Linked DNA regions of Triticum aestivum: region 1 is linked to region 2. Evidence: chromatin contacts called from public Hi-C data. All regions are on one chromosome and are shown on one strand. Each heading gives the region's core, a stretch centred on a gene start, on an enhancer-like site or on the middle of the called end of the contact. The rest is flanking DNA. Distances are from core to core; before and after follow the strand shown.

What was found. Hi-C and Micro-C count contacts between places; a contact is called where the count stands out from the background.
Region 1: a contact with region 2 is called in a Hi-C map of leaf, with 7 times the contacts expected there. The contact joins the enhancer-like site here to the promoter of LOC123140265 in region 2. A contact is called at or near these places in 2 of 5 Hi-C or Micro-C datasets (both in leaf).

What each region holds. Positions count from the first base shown.
Region 1 is chr1B:589,371,482-589,377,776 of IWGSC CS RefSeq v2.1, reverse strand. No RefSeq gene overlaps it. Among protein-coding and RNA genes, the nearest start is that of LOC123140333, 210 kb to the left of the region's middle. Within about 2 kb of position 3,071, at least 2 of the 8 cell types and tissues checked have an H3K27ac peak or open chromatin away from gene starts, as enhancers often do. A contact at or near this core is called in leaf, where this site is marked.
Region 2 is chr1B:588,737,777-588,744,452 of IWGSC CS RefSeq v2.1, reverse strand. It overlaps LOC123140265 (homeobox protein HOX1A), which reads left to right and starts at 1,780. Exons shown (of 12, transcript XM_044559905.1): 1 at 1,780-1,914; 2 at 2,895-3,524; 3 at 4,993-5,158; 4 at 5,243-5,366; 5 at 5,453-5,565; 6 at 5,655-6,221; 7 at 6,660-6,676. The coding sequence starts at 3,025.

The DNA.
Region 1 (6,295 bases), core at 1,822-4,321, 630 kb before region 2:
GTGACGACCGCCCTTGTCCCTTTCCTTTTTCCATTCATATATCTCACATGGGCCAAGCGTTTACAGTTATTGGGCCGGCCCATTCACACTCAGTTAAAACAAAATGGAGAAGGGAAAGGAGAGAAAGGCATTTCTTATTTGCGCTGCAGGTGCCCGTTACAGTGCAATTTGCAAAAGGGGACAGGGGCTCCCAACCCTTTCGTAGTAAGGGTTCGGTTCAAGCCACCAGGCTATCCACCCGCAAGTGTTAAAGTAGTTTATTTTTCTGTTTTTATTCTTCAGCTCGGTTTATTCTCTTTTCTTTTTTTCATCTTTTTTGTTTTCTTTATTGCACGTTTTTTCTAAAATTCGTAAACTTTTTTTTAAATGCGTGAACTTTTTTGAAAATAAATGAAAATTTTCGTGATTTTTTGAACTTTTTTTCAAATTCGATGAACATTTTTTTCAAATTCTATGAACATTTGTTTTGAAATTCTATGAACTTTTTTCAAATTCGATGAACTTTTTATGAATTCATGAACTTTTTACATTTTTGCGAACTTTTCCTTTCAATTCATGGCTTATACCAATGCCTTTCCAAATTGATGTTTCCTTTTTTCAAATAATTTATACAGGGTATTAAGTAATAGCATATATTTAATGTTTGTACTGTATGAAAGATTAAAGAGTTGTGCTTTCCTCCAATAATCAGTAGACTGAGGCTGGTGCAGTGGTTAACCCTTCTGTGCATTTACTTGGACGTGATGAGTTTGATTCCTGCTTCTCTCAAATTAACGTGAAATTTTCGGTGATCACCCCCGCTGCTAGCCATTACGCCTTGTCCAGTTCTTGATAATTAATCGAGGCGAGACATACTTGACACGGTTTTCAAAATGATTCTCCTTTTTTTCGTTCTTTCACGGGGTTTTCTTCGTTTTTCCTCTGGTTTCTCTCTTTTCATTCCTTTTTGTTGTTTTTCTTTAGTTTCTTTATTTCTTTCTCACGTTTTACCTGATTTTTTTCTTTTTTATTGTTTTATTCGGTTTTTTTGGTTTCTTTGTCGTTTTTCAATAGATTTCTTTGTTTTCTCTCAGGTTTCATTGTTTTTCTATACAAGTTTTTTGTATGTATCTAATACATTTTCTAAGACACATTTCACATTTTAAATGCTTGATTAACAACTTTTAAATATGAGATTAACATGTTTAATAATGGGAAATATTCTTTCCCTGTTTTTACTTTTTTTTATTTTTCTTCATTTTGTTTGGTTTTCTCTGAGTTTTTCTATTTTCTCTTTATTCTTAGGTTTTGTCATATCATCTCCATTTTATTTATTTTGTTTTTGTTTTTCATTGTTTTTAGCAGTCTTTTCATTCTGTTTGCATTCATTTCTGTGGTTTTATTTTTTTTCCACTGGTTTATTTGGTCTCTTTTCCTTTTTACTTTTTGGTTCTACGTTTCCTATTGGTTTTCATTCTATATTTTTGTATATGTGAACAATATTTTTCTAATACACGCTTAACAATTTTCAATACAAACTTAACATATTATAATGCATGTACAACATTTTTCTAAGAATAATTTTAACATTTTTCAAATGCTTGACTGACATTTTTTAAAACACAAGATTAAGATTTTTATTACATGGTCAACATCTTTCATATACACAGTTTTAAACCTTTTCAAATGCTTAATTAACATTTCCTAACACATGGTCCACACTTTTTATGCACATTATCATTTTTCAAATGCTTGGTTAACCTTTTTTAAATACAATATTTACATTTTTTGAATAGATGGTCAACATTTTTCAAAACACATTTACATTTTCAAATGCTTGATTAACATTTCTTTCAAATAACTGTTCATTTTTTTCAAATGTTTGATTAACATTTATATATACATGATCAAATTTTGAATGCATGCTCAACATCTTTTCTATACACATCTTACATTTTTCAAATGATTGAGTAACATATTTTTTTTCAAATACTTATTCAACATTTTTTCAAATGTTTGATTAACATTTTTTATATACATGAGCAACTTTTATATGAAAATTTTAATACATGGTCAACAAGTTTTCTATACACATCTAAATTTTTTCAAATGCTCTATGAACAATTTTTTATATAAACGATCAATTGTTTTAATCATATTTTAAATACCTAGCCAACATTTTTTTTCTGTACACATTTAACATTATCCCAGTGCTTGATTTAGATTTTTCAGACACTTATTCAACTTTTTCTCAAATGCTTGATTAACATTTTCTAATACACGATCAAATTGTTTCATACAGATTTTTTTGTATACACATTTTTTATGGGATACACTATTTCTTTAATCATATTTAACGCATTTTGGTCAACATTTTTCAAATATTTTTTATGTAGAATAGTTTTAAAAATATATTTACTTACAATATTGGAAGTATAAACAAAAGAAAAAAACACATGAAAAGGCAAGAAAAAATAGGTTGTTGTTCCCGGGAGCCTGGGCCGGCCCAACTCGAACCACCCTTCAGCGATGGTTCCTCTCGTGTCAGTGTCGGACCTAGAACCGCAGAATTGGCGGTTCCATAGTTCTAAATTTACACTAAACATCATTATAGTCTCAACAAAAAGTCTTAAAATAGCAACAACTCAATGAATATTTACTCTTAAGTATATAGAAAAATTTATTTTGTAATTTTGGAGGGGGTGACATGGCACCCAAGGCACCCCACTAGATGCGCCCTTGTCCTGTGTCGCTGAAGGCGAGATATAGGGGCGCCCTGTTTCAGTTCAGGAAAAAAAACGTCGCTTGCTTGAAGCTTCTGCACCAGATGAAGTCCACGTGCTTCCACGGAGATGGGTGATTTTTGTCCCTCTCGTGTTCCCGGCAGGGCATTCGACCGGCGATCTCGTCATATCCGGCACGTCCGTGTCCATGAGTCCATCTCTCCGATAAAAGCATGCCTTGATCGATCGTGGCATGGCCGGAGGAGCGAATGATCTCGATGTATCTGCCGCCACGCACATTCCCGACACGTGGCGGGGCGGGATACGCACGCGCCCTGCCACTTGCATGCACGCCCAGGGCCAGGGCCAGGGCCAGGCTACGCACCACCACACGCGCTAGCTAGCTGTAGTCCATGCACGACAGTCCACAGGTGTAGTAGTAGAAGTATTTCGAAATCTATATGTATACTCCTTCGTAGGATCTGCTAGTGTACGCACGTACTGCCTTATGTGTCATTCTCACAGAGACAAGTACCTTGTAGACAGCGAACCAACCTGTGGTTGGATGGTTAGAGGGACAGTGGTTCAGCCCATCAGGGTTCAAGTCTGGTGTTCGCATTATTTCTGAATTTATTTCAGGATTTTCGGCGATGCGCTTTCAGTGGGAGGAGACGTTCCCGTCGACGACGAGACGCCTACGGTGACTGCTCGGTCTTTCAGAGGTATGCGCATATGTATGAGCGCTTGTGTCTGTACTGATATTCAAAAAAAGTATCTTGTAGACAAGAAAATTGTACTGCTGCATGCTATGCTTGTTCGAATATTATCCTCCCGAAAGGATGAAAATGGGAGGGGTCACGCAAGGTAATTGGTACTGCTCCTGCAATACTATCTATCTAGCGCTGCACTGGAACACATCAACCTTTTCCTTTTGCAAGTTGGCCTGGCGATGGATCGATGCCACAAAAAGGGCCGCAGATTCAATGTAGTACTATGTGACGGTTCTATATATGTAAACGCACATAATGCAAGCCTTGCGTGTCATTCTCACAGGTCACAGCGACGGGTCCTCTGTAGAAAACTGTACTGCTGGTGAATGCAGGTTCGAATATTATCGGCTACAGGTAGCTAGCTCGTTTATCCTCATAAAAGGAAGAAAAGGGGAGGAACTACGCAAGGTACTTGGTACTGTCTAGCGCTGCAACACATCAAGCTTTTGCAAGTTTTTTTTTTTTTTTTTTTTTTTTTTTTGCAATTCTCAAGCTTTTGCAAGTTGCTCGGGACGACGGATCGATGCCAGGAAAAGGGGCCGCGGATTCGATCGTGATCTCACTCACCCCAGGCATAAAACCACAACAAGTTGCAACATGCATACGCATGGCAGTACTGCCACCTCCAAGTAGCACTAGCACTAGCAGTAGCGTACCACACTGACTGACACCGCGCGCGCGTGTGTCCGCGCCGAGATCTGGGCGAGATCGGATAAAAGGTGGCGGTGTCGCGCGCCCGGCCGGGGCGCGATTACCGATGAGGATTTGGTTCGGTTCCTCCGTGGATCGCAGGGGCACATGCATGCATGCCGCTGCCCAGTCTGCTTTCCGTTTCCAGCCGCGGCGCGTCGTGATGTCAGCCCCGGCCCCGCCCGCCCGGGAGAATAGTACGAGAAAATGATGGCATTGTGGAAGCTCTGTGCATGCAGATGCAGGGGCGGTCCCTTGGCAAATGCCGTGGAAGTTGTCACATACACTACTTAACGATCAGCACCGTGCATGATAGGCTAATAATCTAGTGGGTCTCGACCTGGCATGTATATGAGTACATACACAATATCCCATGAGATTGCTTTCATAAAAAAAAACAATCTCGTTTTCGAAACTTAGCAAGAAGAGTATCTTTTGAGTGCCGAACTACTGTTTCAAAGATAAGAAAGATCCATGTATATGTAAAGAATGGATGCGAGCAGCTAGCATGTCCATGTCAAATATGACAGGAAAAATCCCGTGATGATTTTTGTTTTCTTTCTCGGTAGCCAGAAGGTTGCATAACTCATAGTGTGTCCCGTAGCTCTCATGTGGTCATACGTACCTTTTTACCAAAATTGCATTGACAAGTTTATCACGAATTATTTTTCACCTATTTTTGTAACTTATTATAGGGCTCTCAATACTTGCTAATTGTTTCCGCCATATCAAAAGAGACAAAGCAAAAACCCTTAACCCTGTCGTCCTCGTAGTTTGAAGGAGATCGGTACCATCGTCCTCGGTGCGGTTTACCTCGAGTGCTTGCACGCAAAGAATCGGGAGATATTTCACACGAGATATGGAAAGGTAAAGTCCTTGCAACTATGTGTTTTCAGCGGTGGCTATGATATTGAGTGACTTCTTGTAAGCATCGAGTGAGGTACAAATGATCTGATCCACTGCGATGGACGATTCTCCACTATCATTGTGATGTCCCTTTTCTTTGGATTGCCATTTTTATGTTCCTTTCGTGGCTTTTTCTGTTGCCTTTTGTTGCAAGGAAATATCCGGAGTCTATGTTCCATTCTAACTATGCTAAACATTATTTTCAGAGAGACTCGGAAATATTTTGATACACTAAAGTTTAGAGAGCAAAAATCCATGCCTATACCATGCTGGCTGCATGCACACTTTATTTCTCAGATGTGTTTTCTTTGCTCCAGAAAGGTAATGAAAAATTTAAGCAAAACCATGAATTCACTTCATGCTATATCCAAATTTGAAGCAAATTTTCTTCTGATCATACCCATCCTGGGAGGGAATTGTGATAACTCTTATAAAGTTGTGGCTTAAGCATGGGGCAGGACCACCCTCTAGCTTTAGACATGGGATGGTTTTGTGGGAATAAAATCACAAACCCAAATACTTATCAGAGAAAATATCATGAGTGTACTACAATGTTATGCAAAATCGCACAAAGAAAAATGGGAGAAAAAGCCAAAGATGGGTGACATATATGAAAAAGAACAAGTGGTAGAAAATATATGTATATAAAATCCATAGGTTTCCACTTTTTGGTTTCTCCCAAACATCATGACATATAGAGTGAACTTTTGGATAACTTCTGTAATTCAGAGTGCATATCTATTTTCAGAATTTATAGTATACAAAAATATCGACAAGACAAGAGGTTTAGATACACCTTGAGCTTATAAAATTTCTCTTTAAGCTATTTTTAATCGGACATGGTCGCAATTTTGCGCCAAGATTTGTAAGTATACCATTTTGTCTATGATTTTTTTCAAACGGAAAAGACAAGACTTTATGAAATGAAAAGTATATGTTTATCTTCTTGTGGATGAGAAAGACCTCTTGCTAGCAGAATTTGGATGCAAGACTTGCTTCAGAGGGTTCAAATCTGGAAGTTTATATTTACACACATATTACATATAGATACCTTAATTAGAAATTTAGTGAGATTAGGGGGTTTATCGAGGTCTCTGTCAACTGTACTGTCATTAGAAGGTGAGCTCTTTTAGTTGTTTTCATGCTTGCTTTTTCGTTTTATAATCGTCAACTATAGAGTACATTACTTTGGAGTTCTTTTGTGAGCGGGGAGAGAATACTAGTTAG
Region 2 (6,676 bases), core at 531-3,030:
GATGAATTTCTTTTTGAAATTCATGAACTCTTTTCAAATCGATGAACTTTTTTCAAAACTGAAAAAAGTTCATCGATTTGAAAAGAGTTCACAAATTTCAAAAACAGTGAACTTTGTTTCAAATACAATGAACTTTTTTCAAAAACTATGAACTTTTTTTGAAAATCGATGAACTTTTTTCAAAATCAATGAACTTTTCCAAATTCAATGAACTTTTTCAAACTCGGTGAACTATTTTGAAAATCGATGAACTTCTTTTGAATTCGTGAACTTTTTTTAATACCTGAACCTTTTCAATTTGGTGAACTTTTTTTGCATGCTCATGAACTTCATCTATAATATGTGACATGTTTTGAAATAATTAGAAAATATAAACGCTACAGTGTAATGTGCAAGAAATTTCGCGTCTGCGTTTCTATCCTTTTAAAAACTTCGCGCTGTTATTGTCCATAAGCAGTTGGCTGGTCCAGTGGTTGGCCTCTCCGTGTGGAAGCGCCCTAGCGCTGGATCGAACCCCAGTTGCGATGTATTTTCTGTCTGTCTTTTTGAGATTTTGAAAACATTTCTTAAAAATAGTGAGCAGTTTTTAAATGCCGCAATTTCATTATATTCCTTTTTTAGAAGTGAAGATTATTTGAAATCCCACTTTAAAATTAAACATGAACAAATCCTGCAAATCCCGAACAGTTTTCCAAAGCACGAACAATTTTTCAAAAATTTAACCATTTCTGAGAAAACGAACAAATTACGAAAAATGTGAACCTTTTTTCAAATTTCCGAATATTTCCTGAGATCACGAACAGATTTTAAGTTCTGAAAAAAAATGGAAAACATGAACATTTTTTATGTTCAGAACAAAAAAGTTAAAACAGAATATTTTTAATGCAAACACAATTTGTATTGTATGCTAAATGCAAACAAAATTTGAAACATGGAAACATTTATTGTAAATTGCGAACAAAATGATGAAACCGCGAACATTTTTTTAAACATGAATATTTTTCTGAAATGGTTTACAAATTTTGAAACAAAAATAGTTTTTTAAACTACTGAACATATTTTGGACATGAACATTTTTATGAAATTATGAACAAATTTCAAAATAGGAACATTTTTTGAAATTCTTTAACTTCTTCGAAACACGAATTCTTTTCGAAACTATGAACAAAATTTTAAAAAGAGAACATTTTTTGAATTTCAAAAAAAATTAAAAACAAGAATTGTTTTCGAATTTCCTGAAGATTGTTTCAAACATGAACATTTTTTAAAAATTGTGAACAGAAATTGAAGACGATAACATTTTTTTAACTTTCATTTTTTTTAAATTTCTGAACAGAAAAAACAGGAAAAAGAAAAATACGAAAAAGGAAAGAAAAACAGAAAGAACAAAAAAGAAAAAAGAAAAATTAAAAAAAAGCAAAAAAAACCCGGTTCAGGATCCTTCTAGAAGGTTTCCAAAACCGATAAAAACCGGCTGGGAATCTTTGGAAGGTTCCTAAAACCGGAAGCGCTGTTACAGGGTCACGGGCCGGCCCAGTTTCAGCGCTCGATAACCAGCCTGTGCGAAAGATCGACAGTTTGACGCAGTATGCGTCAAATAGGATATTCCGCTAAAGGCGCCGAATAGGGTTTGCCATTCTCTTGGTAGGCCCAAACAGCTACCCCTCTCATGAGGACAAGTGGGCCGGGCCGAGAGGCCATACGCCACCTACCGCGGGGCCGTTTTGCCTAAAGAAAAAAACCCTACCGCGGGGCAGTTTGGGAGCAGCGCCGCGCACCTCGTGTCTTTTATTTTCAGTCTCCGCTCGCCTCCAATCGCTCACGTCACTCCGTCCGCGCGAGGAAGCGGCCCGTCGTGCAGTGCTTCGCGACAGACCATCACCGCCTCGCCGGGCGGCGGCGGACGCTAGCGCGGTGAGTACCCGGTCCGCCTCCCTTCCTCCCCGCTCCGCCCCGTCCCGCCCCGCTCCGCCACCCGCGCCCGACTCCCTCGACCCTGTCTCTTAGTTCCCCCCGCGGCCAAATCCAAGCATTCAAGCTAGATTTCGCGCAGCGGTGGTTTGCGGCGCCCTAGTCTCCGCCAGGGCGGTGGGTCTGGGGGCGATTCGTGCGCTGGTGTTCGGTAGTTCTGGGTTTGAGTCGTGGTTGTGCGGGCTTCGTGATTCAGCGTAGCGGTGGTTGATGGATTGGTTCGGGAGTTCTGTTTAGAAGAGGGGGCGTGGTTTCTAGGGTTTTGATGGTTCGCTCATGCTAGATCAGGCAGTCGGGGCTCTGTATCTGGTTGATTCGGCTGATTGCCCAACTGGAAATCATAATTGCTTGCCATTGCCCCCTTGGCCCTTGGGTAAACAGAGAAGTTCGGCTGATTTCAACTATAGATTGCGTGAGATGAGCTGTTCAAGTTCTGAGACGGCTTCATGGATAGTGCCAACTGCGGAAGTTGGTCACTGTCTGTAGCAAATTACAGAAAGCTGTAGGATTGAAAATGGTACCCTCCGTCCCATAATATAGCGTTTTTGACACTACACTAGTGTCAAAAAGACTCTTATATTATGGGACGGAGGGAGTAGTACATTGCTGATATTGCTGGCCAGGTGTGTGCTGGTATAAATTATTGTCATTCAGAACAAGTCACCTGTCTTGGCAGCAGTAGATCTGATTTTTAACGCCCATTCATTGCAACAATGTGCTATATAGATGTGTGTGAATCGCTCTTAGGCGTGTACCATTCTGAAGATAACTTAGTATGAAGCACATCTTGTATTGGTAATGGAATGAATGTACTGGCTTTAAAATTTTTGAAGATGCAAAGTTAGCTATCAATGCTTGATAAGTTATATGTGATCAGTTCTTACAACCACAAATGTTGATTATACTTTGTGTACTTGCTGCAGGTGCTGGTTCATTTGGTGCAACTACGTACAGATCCATATTCTGTTGCGACTGCGCTCTGCAAGAAGACAATTTTCCGAAGCCGTCTTCTTTCTTTTACTAGAATATAAAATAATTTCTGGCCGCCATCAGATGGACAAAAGCAATACTTCTGGCTGTGCTGAGGACACTATTGAGACTCGGAGTTATGCAAACTCTAGCCTGAACCCTGAGGCCCTTAAGCATCAAAGTTTTCCTTTTCCGTACACATCCCCGTCGGGGGAAAGGAAAAATTTCAAAAGGGCAGCTAACAGGGGAAGGAAAGGCTCCCGAGTATTGTCAAGTAGAACTTATCCTTTGAAGTCATCTGAGAGTACTGTCAGGGTTCTTCGTTCTAGATCAGTTGCAGATAAGTCACCTAGTGATGCTGTGCAAACTCCAACAGAAAAAGCCGCAAAGAAGCCACCTAGCGACTCTGTGGACACTCTAGTAAAACCAGCTGCTAAAAGAATAAAGAGGGATAGACCCACAAAGGGTGGTCCGGACGATGAGTTATCGAAAATTCGTAAGCGAATTAGATACATTTTGAATCGGATGAACTATCACCAAAGTTTTCTTGAAGCATATGCCAGTGAAGGCTGGAAAAATCAAAGGTTCGCCACCTCTTTATTCATGTATTTGATTTGATTTGCTGGCGTCTTCTCCTGAATTCACCTTTGCATTTGTAGCTTAGTTTCATTTGTTATTACCCCTTCCATTCGTTCTATAAGGTGTTTTAGTTAGCAAAATTTCCCGATTGTAAGGTGCATTTATCTGTTTGCGCTGATCTTAGCCCAACTCGGTTGTTATCCCATCATACTGCAGTTATTGCGCCATCCACACTGCCCCTCCTTCAACACGTCGTTCCACATCCATGCGTGCATGCATGTTACTTGCTTATTCTGGATAGCTAGCCACAGCAAACAATTATGATTCTGGACACCATGCATGCATACTATTGCTTTACTCCTCCGGTCGTTTGATTGGATGGCCAATTAAACAGCTGCCGGAAATTAATGAACTAATACACATTGTAGGCAGGGGTGAAATCCATAATACCCCTCTAAGCTCCTCCTTGGTCTTAGTGAAGCAACTAATACACCTTACAAAGGGGACTGGAGGGAGCATTCACTTTTAGTTGAACTATTGCATAGGCGTATTTGGTGCTGTTGCTTCTTGAAACACTTATATTTATTTCATCTGCATATGTGTGAATTAACTAGCAACTTATAATACATATGGATCTGATTTACCACTATTAGTGTAATAATTCTGAACCGGCACAGAAGTACAAAAAAAGGCCATTTTTTGTAATTACAAAATTAAAAGGTTCCTGAATTGGGCATTAAGCTAAAACACTTCTTTTTTTGTTTGTCTTTCCTATTTAATGTGCATTTAATCAACCATGAGTGTGCGAGTTAGAAGTATAAAAGTGACAAGTGACAGGCTTACCATCTGTTCATTTTGTTTGAGAAATACACTCATGAGTCATGAGGTCTACATTCATGTAGCTCTCCATTAATTGCAATGTGAGTCTCTTTGGTCCCTCTCGATAAAAGAAAGAACGGAAAGGGTTTTTTGTGTTCTAAACAATTGGCAGAAGGGTATCCTATTGCACGCTTTATCATTTTATTCTATTGATGTCTTTATTATGTCTTCAGATGTTATATTGCATTCATGTACATTTAAAATTTCTAAATGTGCCAGTTGTAATGAATGATTTAGGGTTCAGTTAAAAAACCTAGACCAACAGCACTAGCCCCTGTGGCATTTTAACAACGAAGAAACAACCCAGGCACACACCCTGCGGAGCGCAAGGCTCGAACGCGGGTGGCGGGCTGGGCGCGCAGCCGGCCGAGCGCTACTAGGCAACTGGTCCACACCCAGTTCCAATTTAGGGTTCAATTAAATTTATGTTCTTATTTGACTGGTTATTTCATCAGAGGCGCATGAACATGCTTTCTTTTCTTTTGGTTCGCATTCATTGTCAACAACACAGCTTCTTGGATGTTCTTAGTTGTGAATTCCTTGCAGCGTGAGTTGCAATATAGAAATATTACTCACCCATACACAAACATGCAGTTTGGAAAAGATAAGGCCTGAGAAGGAGCTTGAACGAGCCAAGGAGGAGATCGTGCGGTGCAAATTAAGAATACGAGAAGCTTTCCAGAATCTTGATCATCTTCTAACTGTGGGGAAGCTTGAGGAATCTTTGTTTGATTCTGAAGGAAAGATATCTTCTGATGATGTATGTCAACACGTTTTTCTTTTCTGATGTTGTGCTGTGTTATGTTTACCATTTTAATCATTGACCATGCTACCCATCTTGCAGATTGTTTGTGCCACTTGTAGTTTGCAAGAAGCTACATTGAATAATGACATCATTCTCTGCGACGGAGCCTGCGACAGAGGGTTCCACCAGAATTGTCTAAACCCTCCTTTACTGACTAAAGATAGTAATATTTATTTTCTCAATTTCTTATGGTATCCAAGGTCCATTATTTCTGGTGTTAATTCATTCATGTGATCATTCCCTTTGTAGTTCCTGAGGGAGAGGAAGGATGGCTTTGCCCTGCATGTGATTGCAAGATAGACTGTATAGAATTAATAAATGAACTCCAAGGGACAGATCTTGACATTAATGACTCTTGGGAGGTAACAGTTTCACTGTTGAGAATACTTGCTGTTTCAAGGTCAAATAAATTTGAAATATATTCCACCATGATACTACATTATTTTTGCAGAAAGTTTTTCCTGAGGCAGCTGCTGTGGCACACGGGCCTATGCAAAATGATGTAGCTGATCTTCCATCAGACGATTCAGAAGATGATGACTTCGACCCCAATATATCCGAAGAACATGTGGCTGGTCACGCAGAAGGATCATCAGAAGAGGATGGGGATGAAGGTTCAGACTCTGATGACTCAAATTTCATGACCTCTTCTGACAATTCAGAACACGTGAAGGAGAAAGTGAAAGTTGATGACCTTGGATTACCTTCTGAGGACTCGGAGGATGATGACTATGATCCAGCAGGTCCTGATTCAGATAAAGATATCGAAGAGAAGCAAGATGAGTCAGACTTCACATCGGACTCTGATGAGTTCTGTGCTGAGATTACAAAGTCTTGTAGTAAGGATGAAGTTTCGTCTGGTCCTAAGGTTGGAGGTCGTACTAATGACTTGGAAGGGGCCCCTGTTCGGCCAAACACATCAATGTCACATAGCAAGGATCTTGAGATCGACCCAGATGTGATTTTACCATCTACAAAACGGCAGGTTCAACGGTTGGACTACAAAAAACTTTATGATGTAAGCTCAACTTGCATGCTATTTTGGCATTAATTTTGCTTATGTTTCTGGCCTTGCAAACACCTTTGGTAATTTTTTGTTGTTGTTGTACTACCAGTGGGTGATAACTTTATTAAGGAAATATAGATAAATCCAATAGTTCCACTGAAGACTGAAAAAAGCATTTATGGGGGTGGTTAACATGATTATAATGCGATAACCATAACAGGGCATGCATCCATACCCTGATAATTTAGCAATAGATGCATAGCCTGTCCAACATTTCTTGATTTTTGTTATTGCTTTAAGGCTGTGGAACACAAAAGAGCTTTTTTTAAGTGATGCTAAACTATTACCTCAACTAGGATTCTTGAGTAGAATTTACTTACTTAACTGTTAAACAGGATGTGTTTTACTGGGTTATGAACCTGACATGTTTCTTAATGCTGAAATCAAAAGGATACTTATGGGGAAGC